Regions from separate parts of the Gadus morhua genome. Here region 2 is linked to region 1. A link is a contact called in public Hi-C data. All regions are on one chromosome and are shown on one strand. Each heading gives the region's core, a stretch centred on a gene start, on an enhancer-like site or on the middle of the called end of the contact. The rest is flanking DNA. Distances are from core to core; before and after follow the strand shown.

Region 1 (5,219 bases), core at 914-3,413:
GTAGAGTATGTAGAGTAGACTACAGTAGATAGACTTCAGTACGGAATAGAAGCATGGAGTGTAGTCTACAGTAGATTTAGAATAGAAGCATGTAGAGTCAACTACAGGAGATTTCAGTATGGAATAGAAGCATGTACATTCACTACAGAGAGCTAGACTACAACATGGGATCCAAGCATCTAGTGTACAGTAGACTTCAGTATGGGATAGAAGCATGGATAGTAGACTACAGTAGACTACAGTATAGAATAGAGCATGCAGAGTAGACTCCAGTAGAGTACACTACACATATAATAACATGCAGAATATAGTACAACAGAGAAGATGGCAATAGAATAGCATAGAGTAGAACAGAGTACAATAGAGTACAATACTAAAGTACAATAGGGTGGACAAAGCGTAGATCAGTCTAGAGTGGGACAGGTTAGAGATGGGCTACAGTAGATCAGAACAGGGTACACTCAGTAGAGAACATCATAGCATAGAGGGACAGAATAGACTAGAGTAGACTACGGTAGCATAGGACGGCCTTACCTCCAGATAGGGCACCACCTTGCAGGTGAAGTCACCCAGCAGCCAGGACTTTGTGAGCTCGTGGAACACCACCATGGGCAGGCAGAAGAAGATCAGCACAAAGTCCCACACGGCCAGGTTTGCCAGCAGTGAGTTGGAGATGCTCTTCATGTAGTAGTTCTGGCACACGATGCACAGGATGGCGATGTTGCCCGCGATGCCCACCAAGAAGATGACCCCGGCCACGCAGACGATGGCGTACGCCCCGTACGTCTCGCCGGTCACCGGGTAGAAGGGATTCCGGATCTCGCTCTGCGGGAAGTCCTGCGGGTTCGGCGGCGTCATCGGCGTGGCGTCCCACGGGTTGCTCTCCTCCTCGCCGTACGTCATGAACTCCACGGGGCGCCGCGTGAAGGAGTCCGGGGGCGGGTCGGTGGAGGAGAGCGCCGCGGGTCTGGGCAGCGGTTCCCATGGCGACGCCTGGAGAGCCATGGGGCTTTTGTTCGCATGGTTTCGGCCCCTTTTGGAGCCTTTCTTCTGCTCGTCCTTTGTGCCCCTCTTGCGCCTGTCGCTCTCCTCATTCTGTTGTTCCCGACCCCCCCATCGGCCCGTGGAGGGGGACTTATCAAGGGATCTCCGCGCGCTAATCCCAACGCTTCCCAGCGCGGGAATGTCGCCGTTCGCCTGCAACTTTCTCCTCTTGTGGTGAGGCGACGCGTCCCTGGATGAGTTTACGATCCCCGTCGAGACGTCTTTAAAGTTGTACCCCCCTTTACTCCTCTCGGCGGGGGTCCCCACCACCGCCGCCGCTCTCCTTCGAGAGTGAGTGGAGTTGACGGAGGTGATGGGTGGTGCTCCGGGGCGCACCTGCGTCTCCAGAGAGGAGGAGGACACACCTGTGGCGGAGGACGAGGGCGCTGCCTTGAGGGGCGCGCGGTGGTCGCGATGGTCGGGACCCTCCCGCGGGGGAACGTGAAACGTCCTGTGGTGAAACGTTCCGTTCTCGGCGTCATCGTCGGTGCCGCCGCGACCCGGTCCCGGTGCGAGCGCGAGCCCGTGCTGGCTCCTCAGAGCCTCCAGCAGCTCCACGTTGGCCAGAAACAGGAAGAACGGGAGGTAGTGCATGGTCCACGATGACGGCACACCGGTTAGTAATCCCGGTTAAACGTCAAAACAAACACACCGCAAAAATACGCTCCCAGTCGATCAGTCGACACCCATCACTGGGCGATCTGAGATAGGAGCACAAAGCGCCTCGGGTGTGTGTGTGTGCGTGTGTGTGTGTGTGCGTGTGCGTGTGTGCGTCTGTGTGTTTGCGTGTAGGGCTGGGGGGGGGGATCCAGAAACGTCCAATAAACTTCAGGACATCATATTTTGTCAGCAGCTGTGTTCGGTTTGTATCCTCCAGAGAAAGAGAGAGCTCCAACAGCGGGGCTCCTCGTCCCCTCCGTCCCCGTCGACCTCGCCTCCTTCCCGGCCGCTTCTCAAAGCGTCCCCCGCCGGAAAGACTGGAGACGCCGATGGAGAGTCCCGAAGCAACACCGCCGAGGACCAACGACAGATGGATGTGTGTGTGTGTGTGTGTGTTTGTGAAAAGGGAGAGAGGGAGAGAAGGAGAGAGAGAAAGACACACACACACACACACACACACACACACACACACACACACACACACACACACACACACACACACACACACACACACACACACACACACACTCACACACAGATAGAGGAGAGTGAGAGACAGATAGTGATATGAGAGTTACAGCAAAGAAAGATAGAAAGAGAAAGAGAGCGATACAGAAACAGAGAGAGAGAGAGAGAGAGAGACACACATTGCGTTCAAACTAATCCAATCGCGCCGAGCAAAAAGATGTGTTGCATCTTGCACAACGTGGCTCGTGCAATCAGAGCACACACACTAACACACGCACATATACGCGCAAACACACGCACGCATAAACCCTCCGTTGCTTGAATAATATCCGCCGCGCGTCACGCTCGGTTCCGCATGTGTTCTGTGTGGGTTTGGTCTTCTCGAGGCATCAGCGGCATTGCGGTGCTGCCGACAGACTGGGAGCGCAACGTGTGGGAGAGAGAGAGAGAGAGCGAGCGAGCGAGCGAGCGAGCGAGCGAGCGCGAGAGAGAGAGAGACTGTGAGAGAGCAAAGGGGGTGGGGGGTATCGAGTCGAGGCGCGGCTTTCGGCCACTCTTGTCGCTTCCTGGTCTGCGTCCAGCCTCTCCTCTTCTCTCCCCTCCTCTCCTCTCTCCTCGTTCCCTCTCCACGGTGGGTAGGGCATCGGGGTAGAATGTGTGGAAGAAAAAGAAGAAGAAGAAGAAGAAATAAATGACCTCCCCTGGCGGCTAACCCCGATCTGTCACTCCTCATCTATCAAGGAGCATCAGCCCCCCGCCCCCCCCCCCCCCCCGACCCCCCCTCTACCCACGCCTACCCCGAGGCAGACTACACGCTGTAGCCGCTGGCTGAACGCGCCGTCCGTCGGCAGCCACGCCCGACTAGCCGCGTTAACGATGGACGATGACACCGTGGACGGTAGTAATTGCACGCGTTTCGGCGATGCGATCGATTAAGCTATTAAGATACTTTACGGAACTGCCGGTTCAGGTGCTTTCAATACGGTGGTTATTTGATGAATACAAAGTGGATGGCCAGATGCAGGAGTAATTGTGAAATATTTCATCAACCTGTCTATCTAACTTCCTGTTTGTCTGTCTGTCTAACTATCTGTATCCATCTATCCATCTATCTATCTATCCCTCTAACTACATGTCTGTCTGTCTGTCAGTGTGTCTGTCTAACTACCTGTATCTATCTATCTAACAACCTTTCTGTCTGTCTGTGTCCGTTTCATTCTGACTGGGTATGCCGATCGATGCAACAGCACCCAGCATGCACACACACACACACACACACACACACACACACACACACACACACACACACACACACACACACACACACACACACACACACACACACACACACTGGCTTGTGGCGGAGAATAGAAAGATAGATACATTACAGGGAGATCAATAATTCAAGAAAGCCAGAATAAATTAAATGAGGCCATTAAGCCTTAAGTAGAGTCAGAGGACAACGCACACTTGACGGACACACGGCCGCCTGCACACACAGTAAAGGAGAGACGAAGAATAGGAATGCACACACACACACACACACACACACACACACACACACACACACACACACACACACACACACACACACACACACAGTTACTCACACATGCACACACAGGCCTGCACTCGTGATTGCCACAGGTAGGCACACACAGATGCACGCACTCACATGTATGTTAACATCTGCTCACCTTATATGCACTAATACGCACACAGACATTGATGCACACACACAAACGCATACACGCGTGTGCGTATGCATGCGCACACATGTACTCTGCCGTGCACACTTGGATCTCTGATCCAGCAGTCCTACTACGCTGTTTTGTGAGACTACACACACACGCACACACGCAATCACACATACACACACACACACACACACACACACACACACACACACACACACACACACACACACACACACACACACAAACACACCAAGCCAAATTGTACGCCCAACAACCAACCAAACACACACACACACACACACACACACACACACACACACACACACACACACACACACACACACACACACACACACACACACACACACACACACACACACACACACACACACACACAATCTATTCTGAGAGCACTTCATCTCACCCGGGCAACGTGTCGATCCGTGAAATCCTCGATATGTCGACCGATGTAAATGACACTTGATTGACGGTTGGAACTCATCGACAGCCTGTCAACGAGCCCCGAGCCCCCCGCTCGGGGGACGTATTAGCGGGCCTAACCCATGTCAGACGACGCCTCCGCCATCGGTTAATCACATCAGCCTGTGAAGGATTGGAGGACGAGGTGTGAGTATGCAAATGAGGCGTCTAGATTAGTGCCGTCAGTTAGACGGTGCCTCGAAGAGGTGTCCGCACACACATCCCATTTACTAATTAACCCTTTGAACCAATGAAGACTTCCACCCCCGTGCCACTGATATCGTTTGGAAAACCTTAGGGGATTGTGGGAGTTGGAGTCCGACAAACCGAAGAGTCAACCTGGGCACAATTATGACCATATAGTCATGGACGTTTGTGTGGTTTGTTTGTGTGTGTGTGTGTGTGTGTGTGTGTGTGTGTGTGTGTGTGTGTGTGTGTGTGTGTGTGTGTGTGTGTGTGTGTGTCTGTGTGTGTGTGTGTGTGTGTGCATATGAGTAAGGAGTATGCACATGTGTAAGACGAGTGTGCATGTCTCTGTGTGTGGATGTTTGCTTGGTGTGTATCCGGAAAGTAACCACATGTAGGTTCTATGTAGAGCGTGGAGGGAGCAGAGATGCACAGAGAGAGAGAGAGAGAGAGAGAGAGAGAGAGAGAGAGAGAGAGAGAGAGAGAGAGAGAGAGAGAGAGAGAGAGACACAGAGAGACAGAGACACACAGAGAGAGAGAGAGACAGAGACAGAGAGACAGAGAGAGAGAGACACAGACAGTGAGAGAGCACGAAAGAGAGACTGATAGAGAGAGCGAGCGAGAGAAAGAATTGGCAGACGCTGCAAACCTCTAGTGATTGACCTTATACTCAAATGGGAGGAG
Region 2 (5,219 bases), core at 729-3,228, 180 kb before region 1:
AGGAGGCCTATAGGACCCAATGTGAATAACATTCCCAACGGTGAAATCACAATCATTAGAAATGGCAGTGTAGGACCGATCAATGAGTCAAACCTAAAGAACATACTCATACCCAGACAAGATAACAACAAATATCCTCCCAAATCCCGACGCATAAATATCCTCCCAACTTTCAATTCTTAACAACAAGAGATTTCCGTCACACCTTCACCAGGAAGTTGCTATTCGTGTTTGGCACCGAGAACAGGTCAGGCCGGTTTCCACTCTGTAATGGAACACCCACATGCTCACTAAGGAAAGGTCCCTGACACAAGGCCCCGGCCGGGAGCCACACAGTCGACAATAACAGGTCTAAGCAAGGGTAGGCCGAGACCCAAACGCCAAAAAAACAATCACACTCGACTCTGTCAGGAATGTAAATAAATCAATGAAAACGTCAATCAACTTGATCCACAATAATGAAAGGGCTTTGCTTTCACTGGAATTTTTTTTTATTCTATGCCTGGGGGTGCCTTATTCATCGTTCATAAAACGACTCTTTACACAACTTACAACAACTTTTTACTTAGATCCATCTTCCCACTCTCCCCGTCCTCCTCCTCTTCCCCCCCATCCTCAACCTCCCCCGACCCCCCCACCCACTGGACACGGAACAGCACGTTGGACAGGACATCCTGGTACAGACTCAGTCCCATCCAGCCGGGCAGGTACACGATGGTCACCAGCCCCATGAAGTTACCCGGGTAGTGAGAGTAATCCCACGAGCACGCGCCCACCTGCCTCAGCGCGAGTCCCGACGTGAGCTCCCAGGCGTAGATAAAGGCCACGTAGAGGGGCAGCCGCCGCCACGTGCCCCAGCCCCACGCGTAGCGCAGGCGCACGTACAGCTTCTCAACCACGAAGCTGCACGTGCCGTACATCAGGAAGGACCACAGGGACGTGTGGCCGCCGAGCGCGCGCCGCTCCATCAGGTTGAAGGCGGCGGTGAACACCACCTCGTCCAGGAAGCCGTGCATGCCGTAGAACACCAAGTGGGCCATGTCCGGGAGACCGTTGAGTCCGTGTTCCGGGATACCCTTGAGGCCCCCATGCTCGGCCACCTGAACCCCGTTTTTGTGCTCCGTGAAGCCGGGGTGGGGGCGGGGGTGGTGGTACCGTAGGCGGGACAGCCACGGGTGGAAGACGCGGGAGAAGTATAGCGCCACGAGGTACTGCACCGCGATCTGCAAGGGGGTCACCCCAGCCAGCGCGAGCCCCGGTCCCGCCCGCGAGCCTATGTTTACACTCTCGAGGAGGAGGATGTGCAGGCCAATGTACACGCAAGGGTAGAGCACGAGCGAGAACACCGCGGGACCACCGGGGAACAGCTTCCTCCGCGCGTGGAGCCGCTCCAGCGCCCAGTGGGTGAGGCAGTGAGCGAGGCACAGGTACGGCGAGGAGTAGCCTACCAATTTGGGGTCCCGCTCGAAAACGATCCCACAGAATGAAGACAGCAGGACGTCCACGGCCACCCCGTGCATGCCATAGAAATAAAGCCGCATCCAGCGAGGGAGAGCCGTGGTGTTCTTCGTGGTCTTCGTCGCATCATCATCACCGGTCGCACCGGAGGCGCCTCGTCGGTTGGTGGTCGTGTTTAGTCCGGTGTTTGCGTCTCCGCACCGGCTGGCCATCATCTCCCGAGGATGAGGAGGTTGAGGAGGGTTACTGCGAAAGCTCGCCGCTGCGGGTCTTTCTTTGACGCATGTTGTTTTGTGTGTGTGTGTGTGTGTGTGTGTGTGTGTGTGTGTGTGTGTGTGTGTGTGTGTGTGTGTGTGTGTGTGTGTGTGTGTGTGTGTGCGCGCGCGTTTGTGCGTGTGTGTCTATGTCTGTGTGTTTGTTCGTCGAGGTGTTGTGTGGAATAGTCTCTGCTGCCAGGAGGCTGGCCGTCTGATAACTCTTGTGAGAGACTCACGTGAGAGAGAGAGAGAGAGAGAGAGAGAGAGAGAGAGAGAGAGAGAGAGAGAGAGAGAGAGAGAGAGAGAGAGAGAGAGAGAGAGAGAGAGAGAGAGAGAGAGAGAGAGAGAGAGAGAGAGAGAGAGAGAGAGAGAGAGAGAGAGAATCAGGATTGCAGCCTCAGACTTCGGAGCTGTTAATGACGGACGACGACAATGCAAGCGCGTTCATTTCGACATCGATTAAACCCGTTGGTAGGCTACTTTACGACAGACCCGCTGATCTGCGGTTATATGGGGAGTTTCACCATGACGACGAGGCACCACCACACTGTCTATTTCTGGAAACATCCGCTTGAACCAGTTAAAGTGGCCTCTTTCTGTGCTGTTGCATGGTCTCATTCAGAGACAATTATTTATGAGACCCAAAAATAACCACACAACCAAGAGATGTTTGTTACGTGGAAAAGATAGTACAAAAACATGTTTATTCAGCCCACATTGTCCACGATAGGACACGGCATTATTACACAACGTGCCTGGAGCTCATGTTGGCCTACTCCTACTGGGTTATATCCTGTAGGACTGCAGTTTAATCACGCCGTCTGCACGACACTATAGACCTGCAGTAAGACGGTTCTACCACAGGGGGGAGCCAAAGTACAGGCAATGAACTGATGGGAGAAAGACTGAGATATGTAGATAGATGGGGACAATTTAATCTTGCAATAAATGGTGCAATCAAGTGGTATATTTCACAAAATATTCACTGACTAGCTACACTGTAAATGGCGCAATACATTTCCAGTGTAAGCAGGGTAGTCATAAAATGATAAAAATACTTTCCCTTACTGCATAGGCTGCGGAAATCATTCCAATCATATTTATTATGGAGAGAATGTTGTTTTGAGAAGCTTATATCGGACGAGAATTGATCAAATGTAACAGACAACATGCGTGTCATTATCAGAATTCATGAGAAAAACTGGCAGCTCATCTTCAAAAATACCTTTCGTAGATGCATTTCCTACACTAAACACTAGATGACACCATCGTCACACGTTTTCAAATCGCCATGGGTGGGCCCAACCTCTTTACAGATGCATGCATGATGATCAACTCTTGCTGCAATCACCGAATTACGATAACAATTTTCACACTTAGCTATCTCTGAGCTAATCTAATTACACTGTATTGTTTTGAGTTTTCGTCTTTTATGATTCAATGATAAGATTGGTCTAGTGGTTATGTTGCGTTGACTGGCAGCCAAATTTGTTGGGTTAGACTTTGAGCCCAAGGGGCGGCAGACTACCCTGCAGGCATCCCCGAGGGAGATGTCCTAACCTCTACCTGATCATTCATGTCATTTATCCAAGGGGATTCCCCATCAATCGGTTAGGAATGAAGCATCTGCTAAACCACAAAATGGTGTGAATGACTCCTGCAACAACCCAGTTGACAACCAAATCCCTCTGGTTGAAATTTCGATAATGGTAAATGGTAAATGGACTTCATTGGCCACCTAAAGCGCTTTACAATATTGCCTATAACATTCACCCATTCAAACACACATTCACACACTGACGGCGGTATCAACAATGCAAGGCGACAGCAAGTTCGTCAGGAGCAGTCAGGGTGAGGTGCCTTGCTAAGGGACCCCTCAAAACTCAGCTAGGAAGAGGCGGGGATCGAACTAGCAATCTTCCTGTTACCAGCCAATCCGCTCTACCTCCTGAGTCACATGCTTCCCTAATAACGAAGAAAATCACCTCAACCACTCGAATGGCCTGAAGTAGTCAGCCCAAAGGCTCACATTTCAGTGTGGATCGATCCAAACATCTGAGCCAAACATAGCCGGTTTATCCCCTGTGGGGCTCCAAATAGAACAGGAAGTCCCTCAACCCTTACAGAAGGCGCTTGGCAGAGGTTCCACAGACGTTCCTCGACAGATTTCCTCATCAGACTTGTGTTCTTAAGCTCGTTATACTGTTTGTTTTAAGAAAAAAAAAAAAAAAAAACAGAACGTCCACCGCGATTGGCTGATTGATCCGACAGTCCTCTGACCCTCCCTCGAGAAGGGATTGAACACGACTCTAGTCTCTGGGCTCTTAAAATCGCTCTGGAAATGTAATTTCAGAAGCCATTTCCTCCAGTTTGACCCGTTATTGAATGGAAGAGGGAGGTGGGGGGGTGGCTGGTGCCACTGTTTCCGATTGTGTGGTTCTTTGCGTTTCCTGACCCTGCTTGACTTTATAAACGCGCCTTTGTCTCGTCAGACGCCCTGTGTGCACAGGCTGTTTGTTTCCTTCTTTCTCACCTGTGAGAAACAGAGTGCATCCATCAGTGTCAGAGCGGATGCAAATCCCCGCACGCATGTGACGTTGTGTCCTGGTGCACGTCACGTGTGAGAGGGAAATGCGTGCGCCTGTGTGTGTGCGCATGTTTGTTGGTTTGTGTGTGTGTGTGTGTGTTTGTGTGCATCCAAGAGTTGAAGGTTATGCAGTCCGCGAGATATCAGTCCTCCAGATACACAGAAAATGTGTGTTGCACTATTCCCAGAGCTGTGTGTGTGTGTGTGTGTGTGTGTGTGTGTGTGTGTGTGTGTGTGTGTGTGTGTGTGTGTGCCTTCCCTTTCTCATTAGGAATTCCGTTCACTTCTTGAACAGAAAGGGCCACACCCAGCAACACAACTCAGCCTCTCTCTCTCTGTACCATGGCCTTCTGGTAATATGGTTATGGATCATTGAGGATACTCCTTTCATTTTCTTTCTTTCTTTTTGTTCCTTTGCTTTTTATCTGCCCCCTGAAAACCATTTAATCTGGGCCTCTCTCTCTCTCTCTCTCTCTCTCTCTCTCTCTCTCTCTCTCTCTCTCTCTCTCTCTCTCTCTCTCTCTCTCTCTCTCTCTCTCTCTCTCTCTCTCTCTCTCTCTCTCTCTCTCTCTCTCTCTCTCTCTCCCCCCCCCCCCCCCCCCCCACCATTTGTCCTCAACTTTTACTGTTTCTTCTTACCCTCTTACATGCCCCTCTGCTCCCCTCCCAGTCTCCCCTCCTCCTCCCAGTCTCTCCTCCCAGTATCCCCTCCACCAGTGTTAAATCATCAAATCCTCGCGTCACGTTAACAACTTCCAGTCGCTGGGTTTGTTGATCTGCTCGACTTTGGTAAACATGTTGACAGGAGACGCATCTCCCCGTTCCGCTCCCTCACCTCCTCTCCTCTCATCCCCTTCCCTCTCTCCTCCGCTCCTCTCCTCTATCCTCCTCTCCGATCTCCATTGCCCTACTCTCTC

What was found. Hi-C and Micro-C count contacts between places; a contact is called where the count stands out from the background.
Region 2: a contact with region 1 is called in a Hi-C map of gill, with 6 times the contacts expected there. The contact joins the promoter of tmem229a here to the promoter of gpr37b in region 1. A contact is called at or near these places in 5 of 6 Hi-C or Micro-C datasets (blood, gill, gonad and 2 more).

Annotation. Positions count from the first base shown.
Region 1 is chr19:21,036,191-21,041,409 of gadMor3.0, reverse strand. It overlaps gpr37b (G protein-coupled receptor 37b), which reads right to left and starts at 2,163. Exons shown (of 2, transcript XM_030342213.1): 1 at 535-2,163. The coding sequence starts at 1,638.
Region 2 is chr19:21,213,299-21,218,517 of gadMor3.0, reverse strand. It overlaps tmem229a (transmembrane protein 229A), which reads right to left and starts at 1,978. Exons shown (of 1, transcript XM_030341898.1): 1 at 1-1,978. The coding sequence starts at 1,673. The coding sequence ends at 549.